Regions from separate parts of the Mus musculus genome. Here region 1 is linked to region 2. A link is a contact called in public HiChIP or PLAC-seq data. All regions are on one chromosome and are shown on one strand. The core of a region is the stretch at or near the end of the contact, and the rest is flanking DNA. Distances in the headings are between cores, read along the strand shown.

Region 1 (7,146 bases), core at 1,359-3,858, 140 kb before region 2:
TTTCTCTCTCTCTCCTCTCTATCTGGAAATAGCCCCCTTCCTTCCACCTCCCCCCCCACCAACTTCCTACTCACTTCCTCAGTTATTTCCTACTTCTCTGACCATCATGGATTCAAGCAACAGCCTCCCCTTTTCAAGGCAGACTATTTACTCTTGAGGAAGATTACTATAAAATAAATCTCCTTAAAATGTCACTTAAAAGCTGGGTACGACAGCACACTCCAGTGGCCCCAGCTGTGAGGTGGTAGAAGACAGAGGCTCAGGAGTTTATGGCCTGGCTTAGTTACAAGGCAAGTTCAAGTCCTATCTTGGCTATGATGAGGCACTGTCTCAGAAATCAACTAATAAACTAACAGATACTGTGAAAAACATGTGTTATAGTTCCCCTCCCTTCTCAACTTTACTTTTCACCATTTCAACTATCCATGGTCAGTTACAGATTGAAAACACAAACCAGGAAATTCCAGAAATAACTAATATGCCTTAAGTGGCACACCATTTAAAGGAGCACAATGGAATTTCATAGTCCCATTTAGTCCTGCCCAGCATACGATCCATCCCTTTGCCACGTGTATAAACTTGGTCTTGGTTCATAACCTGCACGCATATGTCACTTGGTAGCTATGTTGGTTATCAGATTAATGAATGTGGTATGGCAGTATGTTCAAGTGATCCTTACGTGTCTCGCTGTTCATCATAAAGCCAAGATCATTCGCCTCTTTAACTCATCCTGTAGGCATAGAAGCATCTCACATCGTCACAAGGTGAGTGAGTGCCCCAAAGGATATTGTAAGAGGCCTCATTCATATAATTTTTGTTAGAGCTGATATTATATTTATTATTAGTCACCATTTAACTGAGCCTAGCTTACAAATTAAAATTGGCACTATTGGTCTATATGTATAGAAAACACCCTACAGTCTACAGGGGTGTTATGGTTTGTATATGGAATATTCAAAAGACTCATATGTTAAAGGCTTGATGCCCAAATGTTGAAATGCAACTGGACTGTGAGAGTTCTATCTTGATCAGCAGATAAATCCATAGTTGGGTGCATACTCTGATAGCATATTGAGGTGGGAGAAACGTTAGCCACGGGGCTATTTGGAAAAAGCAGGCGTCTGGGAGAGTGTTCTTGTCTCTGCTTCCTGGCTGCAGTGATGTAAGCAGCTTGTTCTGCTACATGCTGTCATGGGGTTCTGCACCCCCATTAACCAGAAACAACATAGTCAGAAACAGTCCCGGCACCTCTGAAACTGTATAGTTCTGAAACACATAGTTCCTTCTCTCTGATTGTCTCTCTTAGGTATTTGTTACCAGATCAAAAGTTCTGACTGATACAGAGGGCTTGGTACTGTCTCATACAGCTTCACTGGGGTCTTAGAAACAACCCTGCCCCTATAAAACGGGGAACTGCTATAATGTCCCCAGAGTTATATCTTACCTCCCAACTATACGGTGAATTCCGAGAGGGTACATACTATTGCTTCTATTTTCTGTTTCTCTCAGAAGGCTGAAGAGAGCCACCTGGATGGTGAGGTAATGGCCATGAAAACTTGCTCTTGCCTTTCCAACCTTTATTGCTTACTTTCATTAACTATTCAGAGCTTGGGGTAGTGAGATGACTTAGTGGGTGAGGGCATTTAACATCAACTTGGTGACCTGAGTTTGATCCGTGGGACCTTCTATCACAGGGTGGGGGAGAGAACTGACACCCTCAAACTGTCCTCTGAGCTCCACATACATTCTGTGGCATGCACATGCAAACCCCAACCTGTAACTCCCTCAGTCAACCAATAATTAACAAATGTAATTTAAAAGTTAAGTGTCCTATGCTTTATTTGGTTCTAGTAATCTGAAACTATTGATTCTGGTTCCTTTTGGAGGTTCCTTTTGGTGGGAGGCCTGGAATATGTAGAACCTGTCCTGCAATGCAAAGAGCTTTCTTTAAAACGAGCAGATTAAAAATTCTTCCCCCGTGAACAACTTAAACATGTATACATCTATTTGGTATGGCTGTGTCATATTACCTCCCTGAGATGTAGCTTGAATTTCCATGTCCAATTTAACTGTAAACAAGCTTCCAGTGTAGCAAGAGCTGCAGAAGCAGTTGGGATCCAGGGAAGGTGAGTGGGATGCCAAATTACCTCTGGCTGTTTCTGATCCAGAAGTGCAATCGGGTTCTGCTAACCGTGCCAACTTAAAATATACCAGAGACGCTTGCTCTGGGTAAGGGTGAAAAGAGATTTTTGATCCATTGCCAGACTCAAAAGCAGCCCTGGGTGGTACTTACAACGTCAGCTACTTGAGCAGAGAGGCTCCTTTATGCCTGAGGAGGGGCCGCTACATCTCTGAGTTAGAACAGACTCAGCAAAGATCTATGAGCCCAGTGTGGGCAGCCTCTGTTTACCATGAAGCAGCTTAAAAATGAACAAACAAGAGCACACAAACGCCTGCTCTCCTGGCTTTCTGCTGTGGGCATAGGGCTGAGCATACTGATGTTAGGACCCTCTCCTCCACAAAGGCATCCACCCTGCATTGTCGAGGCACAGCATAGCCCTACCCACCAGCTAGCTGCTCATCAGAGACCTTTGCAGCCACAGAGGCTGCCTGGCTTGAGTTCTACGGGGTCCCTGATCTGGTGGGAGCTATATCCTAGAAAGAGAAGGGCAGCCTTAGGGAATCCCCATTCCTGAAAGTAAGCTTCCAATTTTGAGCAGAAAAGGTGGCTTAGGTTAAAGAGCCCCTTAGTAAAGTGCACTTCCACACCCACACCCCCTACACACAAACCCTTATCACTCCCTAAAGGCCCCATTACTTTCACACTAGGGCATTTGAGTTTTGAGGAGAGCCAGACACACAGCCCAAATCAGCACGCAAACTAAGAAATTCCACAAAAATATGTCAGCATATAAATGGCTGAAAGGTCACAAGGTAGAGGGGGATTTAGAAAAATTCAGTTAGAAGCAAGCTGACAGTGGCTGGGGGCAGGGGGCAGGGGGGTAGACTGGGGATTGGAGAGTTGGGACAGGAAGTCACTTTTTCTCAAAAAGAGAGTTACAGTCTGAGTCAGGCTAAAGTCTGTCCTCAGTGAGCAGAGTGTGGCCCCCATGAAAGCCAACTTTATTAGGCTTCTGTCCTCAGAGGCTAGTGACTTGTTTTCAATGTGCTTCCTGCTATGGATCGAGTATCTCCCCAACAGCTGAGACTTGGCCCTTAGCCTACCGCACTATTTGACAGTGGTAGAGCCTTTGCATGGTGGAGGTCTTCTGGAAAGGTCTTAGGTCTTTGACAGCATGCCCTCGAATAGGATTGTGGAACCTTGGCGCCTCTCTCTCTCTCTCTCTCTCTCTCTCTCTCTCTCTCTCTCTCTCTCTTTCTCTCTCTCTCTCTCTCCTGCCTTGTTAGGGATACGATAAGCAATTTCACTTCTTGCTATAGGTGATAGATACTGCACCACAGCCTTGACCATAGATGGAAATTTTCCAAAACAAGCCTTCAGTCAGCGAAAATTAATTCTCTTGGCCATTTTGCCATGGGAGGGAAAAATGATTGATACATTTCCTTTTTTGTGTTCACCTTAGTCACAGATGTCTAAATAGTCACTGGGGCCAGGTAGCACCTCAGATGTATCCTAGGCTAAGCAAGCTGAGATGAGAGTGCTTCTCTGGAAAAAGGCTCGATGTGGATTGAACCGTGATCAAGACAGTATTCTGTGACCTTGTTTAGAAATGGAGTCTTCAGATATAATTACAATATAAGTTAGGACGAGACAGACCGTAGAGAGTATGGGTAGTGTCTACAACAGGGGAAACAGACACACAGAGAGAATAAAGACAAAGGAGGAGGTTGGAGGGGTGTAGCACAAGCCAAGCTCCACCAGGATTGCAGGCAGATAGCAGAAGCTAAGAGAACAGCAGGAAACCCATTTTCTTCCTTCTGAACAAGAATGGACCCACTGACACCTGCCTGACTTCAGGCCTAGAAGAGTAGACTTCTGCTGTTTTAGCCATCCTGGCCTTGGTTATTTGTTACAAGTTCTAAGAGCATGACCACAGGGATATTGGTGTTCCCAGAGCATAATCAAAAGAACCCTGGGTTTTGCCTAGAGAGAGCAGGTTGAGAACAAGTAGTAGAGCCAGGGACCTTATTTGTCAGGATTTGTGAAGATGCTAAGGAGGTGAGACAGAAGGAGAAGGGGTATCTCAGGGTCCCAGTACAACATTCTACATGTGTCATTAATGCCCCTGACCCTCTAGTACTCATTTGAGGACATGCTGCCTCAACTACTTCTGATGCTGTGATAGAATACCTCAATGTAAAACAACTAAGGAAGAAAGTTGATTTTGTCTTCTATTCTAGAGTTCATAATAGGGGCAGTGGGGACGGCTGAGGGGTGGCATGGAGACGTGGCACAAGCAGCCAGAGCAGAAAGCTGAGAGATCACACAGAAGCAGAGAGAACAAACGCGGTGGAGCTACAAACTCTAAAAGCCCTCCACAGGGCTCTACCTGGTAATGGTTCCATAGCATCCCCAAACTGCACCACCACACATACTGTAATCAAAGAGACAAAAAGAGAAAAGGAGAAGGAGGAAGATGCAGAGTAGGAGGACAAAGAAAAAAAGAGCTTTGCTCTAAAAATAACAAAACAATGCTCATGGTTCCTTCAGTCAGTCAGAGTTTTATAAGTATTTATGTGGCATGCTTTGCTAAGGCGCAGAGAACACAAGGTGGTCGGGACATGGTCCCTTCCACTAAACAAGTACCAGAAGCTCAGGAAGATAGGTTGATCTAACACTGTTTTGTAATAGGAAACACACGAGTACTATCCCCACAGCTAGAAGGGACTCTGATTCTAACCAATACTGTTGGAGTTTTTAGGGGAGACTCTGTGTAAGAGAAGAGGTAAACTGAGTCCCAACTGAGCTGTGAAGTGAGAGCTTGTTTCATGGTAAGCAAGAGAACTGGACTTTGTCCACTAAACTGAAGACAGCTGGAGGAGAGCCAACACAATAGCGTGGGACCTGTCAGAAGCCACAATGTCTCACTTTCCATCTCTCTGCTTCAGCCAAGCTCCAACCTAGCTGGGATAATCGAGCTTCGGGAGCCTTTCTACTAGGAGACCGTGTCTTCACTGAGGCTATTATTCTGAAGTCAGCAGCCCGTGAAATTGTGCGTCCCTGCCTTCCACCGTTCAGTGGAAAGGAATCCATGCTGCTTTGTGGCGCTCTCTCTAGGCACTTCAACAGTGTTTTATCGAGCTGGTGGGTGCAATTTCTTCCTTATCACACTGGTAAGAAATGGAAATTCTGCCAGAGTCCTGAATTGATTTTGATATGTGTCCCCATGTAAGAGTTTTCAACACGAAAGGCTTTGAGACCACTCTGAAAGTTTTCCAGAAGTAAGTCTGCCTTTTGGATGTCTATGGGTCAGTGTTGCTATTTTAAATTATGAAAATGTTTTTTTTCCTATGAAAGAAATGATAAGTTTATAACACTCCATCTTTGTGTGTTTATCCACCCGGGTGTTTTCATCAGGGCCCAAAGGGAAGAGTTGAGAGCACCCTCTGCTCTCAATTATAGCACACCCTGATATGTGTTTTTCTTGTGCTCGGTAAAGTGTATCAATGAATTACAGCACCTAAGTTCAACTAAACAGACCCTGTCAAAGCAGGATTTCAAAACTCAAGGACAGTGACTCACATGAAAGAAAGTCAACAACAGAGAAAACAGACCCTGCCAACCATTACTTGAACCCTTTCTAGACTACAGAACTAGTCCATAGCACGCACACACACACACACACACACACACACACACAATCATCTTTTTTACCCCTGGGAGGATTATAATTGAAAAGGCTTAGGGCTTTTTGTCTTTTTGATGTTATTTAGCACTAAAATAAATTTTGTTCCTACTAGAATCTACTCATCCACCTGACTTAGAGAATTCTCTGCTAAGCAGTTGAAAGTTAGTATCAGTTGCCTACTGCTGCTCTAACAAATCACACAAAGCGATACAAAGTATCCAAGTGCATAGGTTGGAGAGCTTCAAATCAAGGCGCTGCTGGGCTGTGGTTTTTGTAGACTTTCTAGGAAAAAGCCTTTTAAAACTTCCAGAGACTGCTGACCTTTCGTGCTGTGTGGCTTCTTCCTCTGTCTCAGAGACCAGCAACATACCATCTCCAAGTCAGTCTCTGTGCCCCTAACCTGTAGAGAGATCATCTTATGTATTGCACAGATGCCTCATCTGTTAATTAAAAAGGTCTATGGCTTAGGCAGGAAATAGAAGTGGGACATCTGGAGGAGAAAGAATTCTGGAAGAGAAGGAGGTAGGGAGAGGAGCCCCAAAAGAGGTGAAGAGACAGAGGTGTGGTACCTGATCACAGCCATGTGGCAAAATGTAGGTGAAAATAAATGGGTATCTTTAGTTTTGATATAGTCAGAGTAGAACCTAGCTATATAGCCAAGATATTTGTAAAAGTATTTTGAGTCTGAGTCTTATTTCTGAGAGCACGGGACTGGGAAGCAGAATTAGGACTTAACTTCAACAGGAACCCATATTCCTGCCCTCAGCTGCACTGGTTTCTACTCCCTGCCTCCCTTGTATATAGACCACACGATCACGCTGGGGTCCCCGATATTCCAGGATGACCTTCTGTCTCAAACCTTCAATTTAATCTCCCACCAGACTCCTCAGGTCTGTGTGCCATGGTGCAATCAGATGCCCGGGGTTACTGCCTGGACATCTTTGGGGAGGCATTATTTAACCTTCCAGGATTAAAAAAAGAAAAAAAACTATTATTATTATTTTTTTTTTAGTAGTACAGATGTCTTGCCTGTATGTATGTCTGTATAATATGTGTGTGTGGCTGGTGCCTGCAGAGGCCAGAGGAGGGTGCTGGATCCTCTGAAAGTAGATGGTTATAAGTTCTATGGGTGCTGCAAATTGAACCTATGACTTCTGAAAGAAGACTAAAGAGCCATCTCCCCTGTCCCACTTTGAGACATCTTAAAATAGTTCATATGTACACATGTAACTCTGCCTATCTCATCTATAACTAATGAACTAGAATGACTCTAAGTTAAAGAGACAGTAACATCAAAACCAGGAGTGGTTGTGTAATGTCAATCACCCCAGTGCTG
Region 2 (7,702 bases), core at 2,692-5,191:
ATGAAAAGAACCCAGATGTTGACTGCATTATTACACTTTAAAGTCTTTCAGACTGAGGTCTACCCTGTCTTGAAGCCCCCAAATCTGTGAGGTATAGGTTTTTATATTATTTAATAAGGTGTTTTAGGTTAGACTGTCCTCTAACTGAGGATACTGCTGAACGCCTGGCCAGTCTGCACCTCACAAGTGCTAGGATTCCAGGTGTGCACCACCATGGTTCATTACTTATGCCATCTTCTAAATCAAGATTTGTTAAATGCCATTAAAAACTATCTTAATAACAGATCGCACCATAGCAACCGCTCAGTGTCTCTCATTTGGACTACTGCACTGCTATATAATCTGTGGCTTCACCCCTAATCCAATGTCCTGAATAGCTTACCAACAAAGCCCCCGGGATCAGTCTATCTCTGCCTCCTCAATGCTTGGATTAGAGATACATGCCATATTGCCTCAGTTTTATTATGTGGATCTAGAGATCAGTCTTCAGGTTAGTCCAGCAAAAACCAGGTGAGGTGTCATGACAGCTATAAGGGCATCCATCTTAAAGACCCATTTATTTAATCATGTTCTTTCTCTAGTATAAACTCACGTTGCTCTCATTGCCTCAAGAACAGGCTAGGCTCAGCATTTGTGGTTTTACGCAGCTCTGCCTTCCTTTATATCTTGTATGCTATAGATACACCAAAGTAAGTGTTTCTCTCACTTCTCTCCTACACTGTTCAAGCTGTCACTGCCTGGAACCCTCTGGCTTCACCTCCACCTGCCACGTGCAGTCTTCCTCTTGAAGCTTGCCCTGCTTCTCCTGTGTTCACGCCCTGCACAGTACTATCTCCTCTCCTATGCTTCTATGGTGACTATCACCGTCTACCTTGTGCAGATGCTATTTATAAAGTGTAATCTCTTCCGCTACCAGTTCTGTGGAACAGCATTTTCTGTGAAGATGGAATGCATGGTTTACTGAGCACTTGAAATGTGGGCAGTGCAACTGTGGGTATGAATTTTAAGTTGATTTAAATAATCACAGGTGCTTGCTCAATCAGAAAGCACAAAACCACATTAAAATGTTCTGAATGGCGAATTGAATTTTATCCAGTTTCCTGTAGCTACTACAAAGAATACTTGGAAGACACAGTCTGCCCTTATTTTCATTAGTCTTGTGGCTAGAGGGGACTATCCACCAATTCTATAAACAGAAATCATAATTATCAACTATATAAAGACATTCCTAGTTATTTATGTTCCAAATCAAATAGACTGAAAATGTTAGAAAACATACCCAGATAAGCCAAACCTCCAGTTTGTTTGTAGGGAGAAAATAAGAGGAGGGACCATCTATCTGGAGCGCATTAAATGCCTCCCCTTGCTGAGCCAAGGAAGCCCCTAGGAGTTGAAAGGCCTCCTCTATTTTGCTGCTACTGCTGTGCTGAGGCGGAAGCCCAGGGCCTCTCACAGGTGTGTGTTCTAGCACTACAATGCATCTCTAGCCCAGGTTGGCTTTCTAAAAGTATTTGTTTTGAAATAGTGTCAAACTTATCAGAAATTGCAAGATCTTTTAGGCTTAAGTGATTTTGAGAACCGGGCAGATGTTACCCGATAAAGGCCAAGCTCATAACCAAACTTTCAAAACATTTTGAGACACTACAAATGCCCTAGATTCATCAAATATGACTTTTAAAATGCTTCTAATTACCAATATTTAAAACTTATCACCACTCTCTGTATGTGTATGGCAGATAGGAAGTATACATCCACACAGAAAAAGCATATAGAATATACATATTTTTTTTTCTGAGCCACATGGGTAAAGTTTTATACATTGTGTTCTTTTACCTCTTTAACCCTTCAGTGTGTTTAAGAATATTGTAATGAAGAACAAATTTCAGAAGGTTAAAGATAACATAATACTTACATTGTCTCTGTAGTCCTAACTTTACCTAACTTTACCCAGTTATCCCAATACAAACTACTTTGTAACCTTTTCTTTCCCAGCAAGGGATCCGCCTTGGGGTCTCATGTCGCATTAGGATGTCATGCTCTTTAGCATCCTTTAATCTGCGATCTTTGATTCTTACAAGATCCCAGAAGGGGTTTGTTCTGTTTTGTTTTTTGTTTGTTTGTTTTTAAAGGCATTAGTTCTTTCATAGAGTTTTCCTCTACATAGCTATCTGGGGCTTTCTCTTCATTAGAGATCCAAGCTCTTCAAATTTGGGCAATGATGTACGATTATATCTTCTCTTCCTTTTCTCAAACCCATTACATTTGTTTATATGGAAAATATATTTCTATTAAAATGTGTACACGTACATTTCAGAAAACAAATTTTGAACAGGAACTATTTTTTTCTTAATCCACTTCTATTATTTCAGCAGTATATGTTCGAATTGTGCCTCAGTTTAAGAGAAGTACTGTTTATTTAATAATTTCTTCAATTTATCTAAAATCATTACACTGACTATGGAAATAATTCCTCAGAGAACTGTAGTATTAGGGCTCAATGGCGTCTGTTACTGTGAATTAATGAAAACAGCATCTACTATGTGAATTATAATTTACTTTTACTTCGAACACAGAAAAAACACTTTTTCAAAGTATATACTTTTACTTTCTTAATGTCAACCGAGAGAAAAATTTAAAAGTTCCAATGTTGTAAATCATTAGCACTCTGACTTCTGGCGGGCTAAAAGTTTTTAAGTAGAGCTAAACCCCAATATTTCAGGTACTTTGTAAAACTGAGTGTAAAAAGGAAGTGAAAGGGTTTTAAGTGTTTAAAAAAGGGGCTTTAAAAACAATAAGCAATAAGCACCTATGGAGCTTATACTGATAACAGAATAATAAAAATAGTCCTTCCGGATTTTTTTCGGTAGTATGAATTTCTTCAAGGAAGAAACTGGCAGCGATATGCACACTTTGGACAGGGTCAAGAAGAAGAAAAAAAAAGCCTTTTTTTTTTTTGCCATATGAAACCGCCAAGATTTTAAAATATTTTACATTGTGAGAAACATCTGAACGTTGACCACCACCACCCAACCCCACCCCACCCCGAGGGAAAACGAAGCACATCTTTAAGAAGATAGAAACCAGAAGTGTCCCCTCCCCCGCGTCTCCCCTCGAAGCTAAAGTGTCTTTGGCTCTGCTTCTAGGTCTTCTAGGAACGTGCAGTTACAATCGCAACGACTCGCTTGATTCTTTAGATCGTTCTCTCTGCGGGCCCCCACTGCTGATCAAGGAAAGTCCAGCGGCCGAGCCAAACTCCGCTCGGGTCCCGCGGCTTCCAGGACGCGTCCCGCACCGCCCGGTCTCCATCCGACCCGCCGTCCCTCCCGGGTCACCCGGTAGCTCGCGGCCTGGGCGCGGCCCGGCTCCAAGGGGGTGTGTCCGGCTCGCGGCCCCGCAGCCCCGCAGGCCCGGCGCTCGCCTCCGCCTCAGGCCCACCTGCCCCGCGGCCCGTCAGGGCCTGCAGGGTCCCGCCCGTCTCCCCGAGCTGGGCCGCCGGCTCGCACGGCTCGCCCTGCTCGCACAGCCCGCCACCCGCTTCCGGAGCCGCGAGGCCCTCGGCGGCGCGCGCACCGCTCGGCTCCTCTCTCTCTCCCTCCCTCCCTCCCCGTCCGAGCGTGAGGGACCCGCGTGCTCCTCCTCAGCCCGCGCCGGGACGCGTCCCCTCCGGCCACGGCGAGCCGGGAGTGGGGACGGCGGCTGGCGGAGGTGGGGCGTGGACAGAGCATCCCCGCCACCCGGCGGAGGGAGGCCTCGTCACGGCCGCCGCCTCAGATCTCGCGGTGTTTGCCGGCCGCCGCGCCGCCATATTGTGTGGCCGTATTTTGATGCGGACTGGGCTGGCGGAGCCGCGGCGCGAGCGGGCGAGCGAGCGAGAGCTGGGGGGGTGGGGGGAGGGCAGGCGAGCGGCAGGGGGGTGGGGGCGGAGGGAGGCAGGGCGGCCGTGCGAGCCGGAGCCGAGCAGCGGGCCGCGGCGACGCCGCCCCGGCCATCGCTTTGATCCGCGGCAGGCGCCGGCGGCGGGGCGCCCCAGGCCGACCCCCTCCCCTCCCCCTCAGCCGCGAGCGGCGGCGGCGGCCGGAGGGAGTTGGCGGCGGCCGGGCGGAGGGGGCCGAGCGGGGAGGGAGGGAGGGCTGAGGTGTCCCCCCTGCCGGGTGGAATCGGCGCTGGCGGCGGCCGCGGTGACGACGGGGGAGACGGCTGCCCAAGTGGGAGAGGCGGCGGCGGCGGACGAGGAGGAGGGGGAAGCCGCGGCGGCGGCGAAGGGTAAGCGGACGGCGCTGCGGGGCCTCGGCGGGATCCCTCCCCACCCCCCACCCCCCCCACCCCCAGCCCGGCTCCCCGCGCCTGCAGCGGCTCGGGGACCGGCTCTGCCTGGCGCGCGAAGCCCTAGCGGGGCGTCCGCGCCTTCCTCGCCTTCGTCCGCCGCTCCGCCCGGGTCCTGCCCGCGGTGGCGAGGCGCAGGGAGGCCCCCCAAGTCCTGCGGGGAGGGTGGGGGCGGGGAGCCTGGGGCCTGGCCTGGGCTCCGGGGCGTCGGGGGAGGGGGACCGGGCCTGCCCCGGAGCCCAGCGCCGGAGAGAGCCGGGGGTGGGGGTGCCTTGGCCCCCGGTCCGCCCCCAGGCCTGTGATCTGGAAGTGGGAGGGAGGGAACCAGACGCCTTTGGGGGAACCCAGGTCTGGATAACGATGACTTCGGGGCCCGCGAGTTAAGGGAGAGCCGGGGAAGTTAAGTGCAGGGTAAAGAGGAAGCACCTCTCTCGCTTTGCTTTCCGATTTTGCTTGTCTGCAGCCTTCTTCCAAATGGGCAGCACGCCCCGCTGTGAAGAGGTTGGGGCCCCCTTAGAGTCCACAGGACTACTCTGATTTTCTTGCCCCGAGATAGTGGTTGGAAGAGGAAGACTTAACAAGGGTCCCTGGGTGTTGCTGACAGGTGACAGGTGGATCTGTCTGTTGCTGATGCTGTAGAATCCTTGGCTCATAATTGTAGGCCGAAAGTGTCAGGGAGCGTGTGAGTTTGTATTTACGTGTTTGGCCAAGTTTCATTCCATATATAGTATATTTGAGATGCTAAGTTTCCATTCAAGTCAGCTTAATTGTTATGGAGGAATTCTTCAAATGTTTCTGATAAGAGGGGTTTTCAGGAGAGTGGTGGAGACTTGCAGCCTCCTGGAGCTTTTATTCGAGTCTCCGTGAAGTTCGGGTTCCCAAAAGCATTGCAGGCTGTTGGTAAATGGGCTTCTAGTCATTGGAAAGTTCTTGGACACAAATGCAGTATTCGAGGCAGCAGCCAGACACTCTAGCTTTGCATCCATTTTGTCAGTGCTGGGTAAGTTAGTAAAGTGCCAAATCGTAGGGTTAGGTTGATTGCCATTTTATAAAAGGAATGGCTTTGTGTCCTAGCTTACTCAAAGGAGATGTTGCTCATGAAGCAGCTTCAAATTTTGCTAGGAATTTCACTGGGTACAAAAGAGGGTTGTTTGTTTTTTGTTTTGGTTTTTTTTTTTTTTTTTTGGTTTTTTTGTTTGTTTTGGTTTTGGTTTTGGTTTTGGCTTTTAGTTATCACTGTTTACCACACTTGGTACAGCAAGAGTTTTGATGCCTTTTCAGAAGCATCCTTAATGTCTTAGTAAAGGTGAATCCATGATTACTTTTAAAACTGTACAACTTGAAACCTTTTTGAAACCATACATATTTCTAATAAATGAACAGTTGCCTTTTCTTTTACTATATGCTTTAGCTAGCTACTTTAATTCCAATCCTTAGGAAAAAATGTCAGATTCATGAGTTGGGTTAGTATCCAGATAGTCCACGAAGGCTTCTGCAGCTTTTAACACGTGTGTGGAATGAATATGTTGAATGGTGGTACTATCTGTGTATTAGCAGGAAATAGAACAAAAATTCCAGTGATTCAGAACCTCTGCTTGCCCCTACACCAGTGTGTAATAGAGAGTGCTTTATGTTTTCAGGCTTAAAGAATCAAACTGAAAGTTGAATATGGCAATTATTATGTTAGCCACTGAATATATGCCATTGCTTCAACTTTCTTTTTGTTTCATCAGATAGCTTTTTCTGAGTTAGAATGGTTTCCAAAGGACACTGGGAAATACCACTATTCAAAATGTTCTCTGTGACCTCTCATAATAGAACCTGTGTTTGTATAATTCATAAGTAGATGAAATGATCAACGGTGCAAATGACAATGCTTCTCAGGGAGCAGACTTTAAGTCAGCTGTGGAAAGAGGTGCTTACCTTTAGCCAAGGCTGTGGTAAGATGTGTAGTTACCACACCTATTTAAGTGAGGCAAATTCTGCATAGTTAGGTGCGCACTGCCCAGACTCCCAATTATGTCCCTACTGAGTGTTTTATGCTCTGGCAAAGGTCTTAACATGATTGGCTTTGTGCCTTGACAGAAATAAAAGTTTTATTCCTCTTTTATGTAAGGAAAATTCCCAAAGAACTGGTTCAGTGAGCCACCTTCATTTTGAGAACTAAGCATAAAGTATAGCAGAGATTGCTTGTTTATGAGGCATGCGGTAGTAAAGCTCCAGTAGGATGGGTTTTCTAACCCTGAAGTTACACACACACACACACACACACACACACACACACTAAATGCTTATTTTTATGAATATCAGGATACTTTAGAAAAGAAGTTTTGCCTTCCTATATTTTTAAAAGTTCCTGGAAATATTTATAATGTAGATTATAAATCATAGAGTAACGTTTACATTTCATTATATCACATGCCTCAGAGAACAGAAGTAATGCTTTTTGTTTTGATTGACTTATGTTGTCTTTCTTTTAATAAGAACTCTTTAAATCAGGATTATGCGATAATAGAGACAGGTGTGCCGAGGAAGATGCTAGTAAAGGATTGGATGAGCAGTTTGCAGGAATATGGAAGTGTGGGGAGTAGATGGCTGCCAAGTATAGCAAAGTAACTGCTGGACTGCATTGAGGAGAGTTTTTTTCTATTGATGGGTGCTCACAAGCTGTGTGTGTCTTCACTTAACACTGTATTCAGATAGTAAGAGATTTGGAGATACTGAAATAAAATGAAAATTAAATATATGTTCACATTATTGACCTCTGGCTTATGGTCCCCTAAGTATTTGCCAGTATTTTAAAATTTTATGTCCAAATTATTCTGACCCTTAAAAAGTCAAGAATACACACTTACTCAGAAAGGCAAGCCCTAAGTACTCCCGGAGTTGCTAGGTACTGTGCATTCTCTTTGGTTAATCACTAAACTCAGCTGTGAGCTTGGTAACAGAGGCCAGTATTAAGGGGAAGACTCTGTCATTTTCTGAGTATCCTCATCTCAGAGCAGCCTGTTTATTACAAGTGGTGCTTTACCCACACTAGTCTTGTTTTTTGAAGGAAATGGGAGGGAATTACATATTTCACTTAGATTTTCTTGACTCTGAGGATTGTTAGCTGACAAGTTGATGTTTGAAGATTTCTGTAAGATATTTTTTAGGTTTTGCCAGTTTAAAAGTACATTAATTCAAAACTTTATGTAGATCCCTATCTCTATCTCCCAGTGGTGTTTGATAAATAAAGTTTTGCTGAATGTGACTATTTTATTGACCCTGTTCATTTTGTTTGTTTGTTTGAGATGGGGTCTTGATTTGAGCGCTGACCTCAATGCAGTGCTTACAGGTATGTCCTTGCCCTCCCTCATATTAATCAGCAGTTCCATTG

Evidence for each region. HiChIP or PLAC-seq counts read pairs in DNA pulled down with a chosen protein or histone mark.
Region 1: an H3K27ac HiChIP or PLAC-seq map of CD8 T cells shows a contact between it and region 2, with 15 times the contacts expected there. The contact joins the enhancer-like site here to the promoter of Tab2 in region 2. A contact is called at or near these places in 7 of 39 promoter capture datasets (the C10 cell line, the HPC-7 cell line, cranial neural crest and 3 more), 5 of 484 Hi-C or Micro-C datasets (cerebral cortex, liver, nephron progenitors and 1 more), 23 of 115 datasets of contacts at active chromatin or transcription factors (CD4 single positive thymocytes, CD8 T cells, DN3 thymocytes and 15 more) and 3 of 9 other capture datasets (embryonic stem cells, liver and macrophages).

Annotation. Positions count from the first base shown.
Region 1 is chr10:8,087,458-8,094,603 of GRCm38.p6, reverse strand. No RefSeq gene overlaps it. Among named protein-coding and RNA genes, the nearest start is that of Gm30906, 85 kb to the left of the region's middle. Within about 2 kb of position 2,608, at least 24 of the 459 cell types and tissues checked have an H3K27ac peak or open chromatin away from gene starts, as enhancers often do. A contact at or near this core is called in CD8 T cells, where this site is marked.
Region 2 is chr10:7,952,362-7,960,063 of GRCm38.p6, reverse strand. It overlaps Tab2 (TGF-beta activated kinase 1/MAP3K7 binding protein 2), which reads left to right and starts at 3,941. Exons shown (of 7, transcript NM_138667.3): 1 at 3,941-4,263.